Regions from separate parts of the Mus musculus genome. Here region 2 is linked to region 1. The links are chromatin contacts, called in public HiChIP or PLAC-seq maps. All regions are on one chromosome and are shown on one strand. The core of a region is the stretch at or near the end of the contact, and the rest is flanking DNA. Distances in the headings are between cores, read along the strand shown. Region 1 overlaps Plekha7 (pleckstrin homology domain containing, family A member 7). Region 2 holds the start of Plekha7 (pleckstrin homology domain containing, family A member 7).

The links. HiChIP or PLAC-seq counts read pairs in DNA pulled down with a chosen protein or histone mark.
Region 2: an H3K4me3 HiChIP or PLAC-seq map of embryonic stem cells shows a contact between it and region 1, with 24 read pairs. The contact joins the promoter of Plekha7 here to the enhancer-like site in region 1. A contact is called at or near these places in 1 of 39 promoter capture datasets (neural stem cells), 2 of 484 Hi-C or Micro-C datasets (neural stem cells and neurons), 10 of 115 datasets of contacts at active chromatin or transcription factors (embryonic forebrain, embryonic hindbrain, embryonic stem cells and 4 more) and 3 of 9 other capture datasets (adipose tissue, liver and pancreatic islet).

The regions. Positions count from the first base shown.
Region 1 is chr7:116,182,670-116,185,927 of GRCm38.p6, reverse strand. The region is part of intron 4 of Plekha7 (pleckstrin homology domain containing, family A member 7); the gene reads left to right. Among named protein-coding and RNA genes, the nearest start is that of 1110004F10Rik, 91 kb to the right of the region's middle. Within about 2 kb of position 1,322, at least 31 of the 459 cell types and tissues checked have an H3K27ac peak or open chromatin away from gene starts, as enhancers often do. A contact at or near this core is called in embryonic stem cells, epiblast stem cells and neural stem cells, where this site is marked.
Region 2 is chr7:116,306,379-116,309,849 of GRCm38.p6, reverse strand. It overlaps Plekha7 (pleckstrin homology domain containing, family A member 7), which reads left to right and starts at 1,474. Exons shown (of 27, transcript NM_001305185.1): 1 at 1,474-1,599; 2 at 1,702-1,778; 3 at 1,868-1,925. The coding sequence starts at 1,517.

The DNA of each region.
Region 1 (3,258 bases), core at 73-2,572:
TGGAATTCAAACTGAGGGTCTTATCCATACTAAGCAAGGTCGCTATCACCCACCCAGCTGTATCCCCAGCCCAATAAGGTTTGGTTTTTGTTTTTGTTTGTTTGTTTTAATATTCAGAAATGGAGTTCTGTTTCCCATTCTCTTCCGACTTCCTGCCGTTGCCTTGACCACTTAAGGGAAAAGCCTGCCATAGTTTTTATACTTTGACTAAAAAAAGTCGCAGGTAAGGCGTTGCTAAGAAACCACTGTGGTCTGAGCTTTCTGGTAATAAAAATAAACTGTGAATGGGATTTAGGTTCTGGGGTCTCCAGTGGAGACACAGGGTGGTGCTGTCTCACAGTGCTTCCTGGTTCTCAGAAAGACATTTTCACGTACACGCTGCCCTGCGAAGAGAGAGGTGGTTTTCAGCCTGTTTTACAAAATAGAAACTGAGGCACAGAGAGCTGACTTGTGGAAGAGTCATAACGTCAGAGCTCAACTGAAATGCAGTCATCTCTTTCTGCTCTTTCAGGCCTCCTTGGCTTGGAGTTGGCCTTGTGGCTGATCTATCCAAGGTCGATATCTTACAGACCTGGGGACTTCTCACTTGGAACCTGGGATCTCTTGTGGCAGACCCACCCAGTTCATTGTTTTTCACCTGTTTTTAATCTTTGCAGCACTAGGAACTTCACCTATATCTTCGTAGGCAAGCACTCTATTACTGAGCCATAGCCCAACTCGCCTTTACATTGGGAGATGGAATCTCACTAAGTTGCTATGAGTTTACTTTAAATGTTTGAACTTCAATTTCCCTGCCTCAGACCCCTGAGTAAGCCCAGGTTTCCCAGCATTGCAGCTATCTTAGGCAAGGCATTAATCTGTCAGGGGCACATCTACAAAGCAAGGATGATAACCCTGACAAGCTAACCATGTAGCTGAGAGGATACAGGGAAAGCACCCGGCACTTAGCTGTTCAGGAGGCCCTGCAGCATCAGCCCACCGCTTGGCTTGCTGTAACTGTATGCGCCCGTCCCTCACAGCTTGTGACTTGCAGAAGGGAGAGGTCCTGCTGGGATGACATGCCAGTGCTCAGAGCAAACAGCTTCCAGAACGTAGAGGTTTTTTGCTCTGCCTGTAGGACTATGCACACTTTGTCTTGAGGCGCAGAGAAAGCCACTGTATGGCTAAGGCCAGGGTAGAGGCCAGCCATTTTCCAGTGGGCTTCTTCCCGGCTGATTTTTGTCTAGTCTTCATTTCTTTTGTTAGGTACAGACAGGAGGCAGTTGAGCTCAAAGTCTTGCTCACTGTTTTGAACTTTAGCCCACACCCCTGCAGCCAAAGAATCTGCATTCATGCAGCCTGAGTGAAGGAAAGGGAGGGCTTTGTTCCAGCCGTCCCACTGCACTGGGAATTCAGGCATCACAGAAACCCAGCAAGCAGGCTTACAGCGAATGGATTTTATGTAAGGACGCTAATAGTCTGAGCATGCAGGTTCGGTGGTCTCCTCTGTGGGATGCAGTATGCCTGAGGGCAGGCTGATGGGAGAGCTGTATGTCTTCTGGGGACATTTCTTGGGTGCAATTTATTAGTGGAGTACATTCAGGCTAAGGATTTGAGGAAAGATCAGAGTCTGGCCCGCCAACCTCTTCAGTGAGGAAGATGACTGTCCAGTGAGCAGAGCTGAAGCAAATGGACCCAAATTCCTTTTGTTGAATGAAGCTCTCTCTGTTCAGTCATTTCTGGGTTTCCTGGCTTATCTATTCAGGAGGTTTCGTGGATGGTCCTGTTGCTCAAATCCATGGGGTTAAACCTCTCCGCAAGTTTTCATGAGTGCCAGTGTTGCATCCAGCTGAGAAAATTGCTTTGATGCTTTCTCCTATCTATTTTTTGATGTGAAATGAGTTACTGGTTGTAATTCTAGTAAATAGCTTGCGGTCATTTCCAAAGTCATCATTCAATGTCACCCACGGTGAGAGAATCTAGCCAATATCCTTTGAAGGCTGGCCCCGTTTCTTGGACAGGTGGGCTGTGTGTGTGTATCTTGTCCTTTCAGAGCTGGGTTGGGGGGCTGTTGTTTGAACGGGGATTTGTTTCTGCAGTGTTAGTAGAAACAGCACAGTCACCTCTCTAGGGCAGATTTGGGTTTTCCTTTCTTACCCTGCCTCCCACCTCCTCCCTTCGATCTCAGTACTGTGGCTATAACCAGTCTTTTTCCAGACAAAGTCTCTATAACTGGCTCCTTCAGCAGGAACTCTGTCCTCTTGCTTCATCCAAACCTGTGGTTGAGTTGTCTTTCTCCTCATGCTGTTGGCTGAGAGAACGCCCAGCCAGCTAGCACCTAGGGCAAGGTATAACGTTCAGATTTCAAAAAAATGGCAAAGTGCACACTCCTTCCGGTTTCCCGATAGAAATCCAGAGAGTTTTTTTCATTGTCCTGTAGAGGAGGCATGGAAGAGCTCGACATAAAAAGGGTTGTGTTTATTTAAGATGATTTAGATAATCTAAAAGTGATGAGTGAAATGTTTATGTTAAAATGTGCCCCAAATCAAAGCAGGCGTATCGAAAAGGACAGGCATAAACAAAAGTTAAAATGTTTTTGCTTTGGGTAGCAGGACTACGGGACATTCCCACTCATTCATCTTTTTCATGTAGCTTGTTAAATATCCTGTAATAACATGTCAAAGGAGAGCCAATTGAACTTGATAAAAATTTCAGCAAAACCTCTGTGAGATTGGCTCTTATGTCTTGAATTTATTTATATGTTTATATGTGTTTGTGGGCACATATGTGTGTGTGTGTGTATGTGTGTGTGAGTGTGTATATGTGAGTGTATATGTGTATAGGTGTTTGTATGTTTCTCAGTGTGTGTCTGACTCTCTGTGTGTGTGTGTGTGTGTCTGTCTGTCTGTCTGTCTGTCTGTCTGAGTATCTGTGTAGGTCAGAGGACAACTAGTGGAAATCGGTTCTCATTTCTACCATGTAGGTCCCAGGGATTGACCTAAGGTCCTCAGACTTGGGGGAAAGCACCTTTATTCTGTCTCCCTCACTGGTTGTGTCTTAGGTTTAGTCTCCTTCCTTGTCCCTCCTTCTGGAAAGCTGGGCAGGCCAGGGTCCTGGGAGGATGGTTGGTTGTACTGCTTAGAGGCAGAGGGAGGACAAGGCAGCTTCACAGAGCCTCTTCCCACTCCCATGCCATGATCTTGCTGCCACAGCCTCTGCCAAGGGAGAGGCTGAGCCTGGTGACATTTGCTATCCAAGCAGGGAGCAGTAACAACATTT
Region 2 (3,471 bases), core at 225-2,724, 120 kb before region 1:
GAAACACCGGGAGAGCTCCGGCTGTGCCCCCTTCAGGGTCCATCCTACTGATCTCTCATTCCAGTGCCCAGTGCAGACAGTTGCACCCTCTTGTGAGACTCCTTAGACCCGCAGCTTTTGTCTCTGCAAGGCTGGCCTGACCCTTGCCCAGCGCCTAGCTTCCGGCTGCTGCTCCGCCCACTTGCAATGTGACAGAGTGTCTGAGTGTTTTGCATTCTTCTGCTCTTCTGCTGCTGAGGAGTTGCAGTTTAAAGGCTGAGGCAGATAGTTCAGGCGCCCAGGTCCTGGAGTTTGGGGCAGACCAAAACCCCTTCTCTTGTCCAACTGACGCAAAAGAGTAAACACACAAACGTCAATTAGGAGCAAATGAGTGAGCTAAGGGTTTCCTTTTACTCTGGGGGGTTCAGGAGCGCTCCCCAAGACCTAAGTAGGTAAAGAGCTCGGCTTGACAGCTCTTCCAAAATGAGAGCAGGGAGATCCAGACCCAGCATTCTCTTTTTTGCCTGTGATCTCTACAGCTTCAGAAGGGGGGGGGGGGGGACGACACGCATTTTTTTTTTTTTAATTTAAAGATTTATTTAATGTATGTGAGTACACTGTTGCTCTCTTCAGACACACCAGGAGAGGGCATCGGATCCCATTACAGATGGTTGTGAGCCACCATGTGGTTGCTGGGATTTGAACCCAGGACCTCTGGAAGAGCAGTCAGTGCTCTTAACTGCTGAGCCATCTCTCCAGCCCCTACCTTTTTGTTTTTTGAGACAGAGTCTCATAGTAACCCGCGCTGCACTGAAACTCTGTCAAGCAGTTCTGTGTCTTCCAACTCTCAGCAATCCTTCTGTTTCAGTTTCCCCAGGCCTGGAATCACAGGCAAGCTTTTCTCCTATTTTACATTAGACTTGGAGGTTGCTCCGGAATCCAGCAGAAACCTGTTCGGTGTTCCTTGTCTAAGAAAGAAGCACACTTCCGGGGTAGGGGGGAGGAGAAGCAGAGGTGTGCAGGTCGCCTGCTTTTCCTGGAGCAAGGGTGTGTGTGTCAAGGGTGGGGGATGGGGGGGGGCTAGACTGTTCCTTCGCCCGCGAGTCTCGGGGACAAAGGCTGCGGGGCCTTGTGCCTTGCTCCGGCCGGCCTTCCACCAGTGAACTTTGGAAGCACCGGCCGTGACCTCGAACTGCGAGTCACCAAGGCTGGGAGCCCACGCTGCACCCACCACAGGGGAACCCAGTAGGGTCGGTCCAAGTCCCTCTTGTCTCAGCCCCTCTCCACTCCTTCCTGCTCTCCCCCTCATTTCTTCCAATGCACCCTTCTCCCTATCCCTCCTCAGATCTTGTCCTCCCCTCCCTATCCCTACCCAACTCCTTGTTCCAACTCCTAGTTACTCCAGCTCCCCGTTTCTCGTCCCTCCCACTCACTCTGTCCAACAACTTGCACCCCTATCTCCTCGCCCCGCCCCTTACCCCGCCCCTTAACCCATCCCCCCCCCTCCCCCGGCCCGGGGCTCAGGCGCTGGGCGAACATGGCGGCTGCGGTCGGGCGGGACACCCTACCTGAGCACTGGTCCTATGGCGTCTGTCGGGACGGCCGCGTCTTCTTCATCAAGTGCGTGAGGGGCGGCGACACCCGGACGGGGTCGTGCGCTGGGGCTGGGGCCGCGGGCGGGCGTGGAGGGCGGCGGCGCTAACAGGTGCACCTCTCCCGTAGTGACCAGCTCCGCTGCACGACCTGGCTGCACCCGCGGACCGGCGAACCGGTCAACTCGGGTCACATGATCCGCTCAGGTGGGCGCTGGGTCGGTGCGGGATGCAGGGTGCGGAGCGGGGTCGCCACGGCTGCGCTAGTTTGACCAACTTTTCTCGCCTTCCCGCAGACTTGCCGCGCGGCTGGGAGGAGGGCTTCACGGAGGAGGGCGCCAGCTTCTTCATCGAGTAAGTGAATCCGCACCGCGGCCGCACCTGCCTTGCTCTCCCGCAGCCTTGGCGGGCTCGGCGCTCGGGGTTTGTTTGCTTGACGGTGGCGGGCTCGGGGGGACGGCTGCGTACGGGGGTTCGCAGCGCCGCAGGGGGCCTGGCCAGGTCCCGCCCGCCGGTGGCCGAGCCTGCAAACTCCAAGGCTCCCCCGGGACACGCCTACCCCGGGGGCCTGCGCTGGGCACAGTGGCGGGTGGCGGGGAGTAGGGCTCGCGTGGGTCGGGAGTGTGGCCTGAGGGCTTGGGCGTGGGGGAGGGGGAAGAGGGGCCCCGACGCTACTCTAGCCGCGCTGGCTGGGCTCGCCGTGGAGAGTTGGAGCGCGACCCGGGCCGCCGCATCCTTGCTTCTCAGGGATGGGATGGGGGTGGGGCTCCCAGGCAGCCAATGATATTCCTGGAACTCTACCCGCGCGTCTTCGGCGGGCGCCGAACGCCGAGGAACGCGGACGATCTGCTCTGCCCGGGCTAGTAGAACGGGAGCTTTGCCGCCTGAGCCTCTGGGCGCTGTCCCAAGTTATTCTTGGTCTGTTGGTCCGCGTGGATCTGATCTCGAAGTTGTAAGGGGACACGAGTGTACAGTCTTCACTTTTCCCAGTCGGGCAAGGTGCCTGTGTTGCAGCGTTCCTCCCTCTGCTTCCTGTGGGTCCTGGGAGTCAGAACTTGCCTTTGATCGTTTGCCCCAGTCAGTCGGTGCCTGGCATAGAGTAGGAGCTCTGTAAATGTTTGTTTATGGAATGAATGAACTAGCCAAAGGTCTGGCGCTCCATGGTTTGACTGGCACTCGGTGTACTGTGCGCGACCGTGACTCAGAATTCATTTCTTCACCAACTTGGAAACAATGTTTAGATCTGGATCAGAATATGTGAAGAAAGTCCCCGAGCCTCCTTTGTCACATGGGACTCTTGTATAGTGGCTGCTGATGGATGTGCTCTATGCAAGGGAGGTGCTCACTATTTCTGTTCGTCAATTTGTAACCCACGGGAGGAAAGGGAACAAAGAGTGAACAAATAATAATAGCAGGTAACGGTGACTGCTGTGCGGAAAATTAACATGAGGGGATGTGACTTGAAGTGATTGGATGGCTGATGGGACTGGTAGGTCCTGATGACTTTTTTTCTGAGCAGGTGACATTTGGAATTTGAATGACAAGAAGGACCCTTGCTGTGGTGACCAGTAGGGGCAAAACATTTCAGAAAAATGTTTAAGGAACAAAACCCTTCGAGTTCAATGAGGGGTTGGGGATTTTGCTCAGTGGTAGAGCTCTGGGGGAAAAAAAAGTTCAGTGAGCAAAAAGTCTTGTGTGGCTTGGAGGAAGTGACCAAGGGCGAGGATGGCATTAAAGGAAGGCACAGGAAGGGAGGTAAAGGATGAAACTGGAGCAGGGTAAAGAGCTGCTGAGCTCTATCCTGAGACCAGGGAGAATGCAGACGTTTTAAGGTGGCTTGGTATGTTTGGCAGTTTTTGGGAGTATGGCGTTTGGGTGGAGAGCTGTGCCAGGGAGGTAG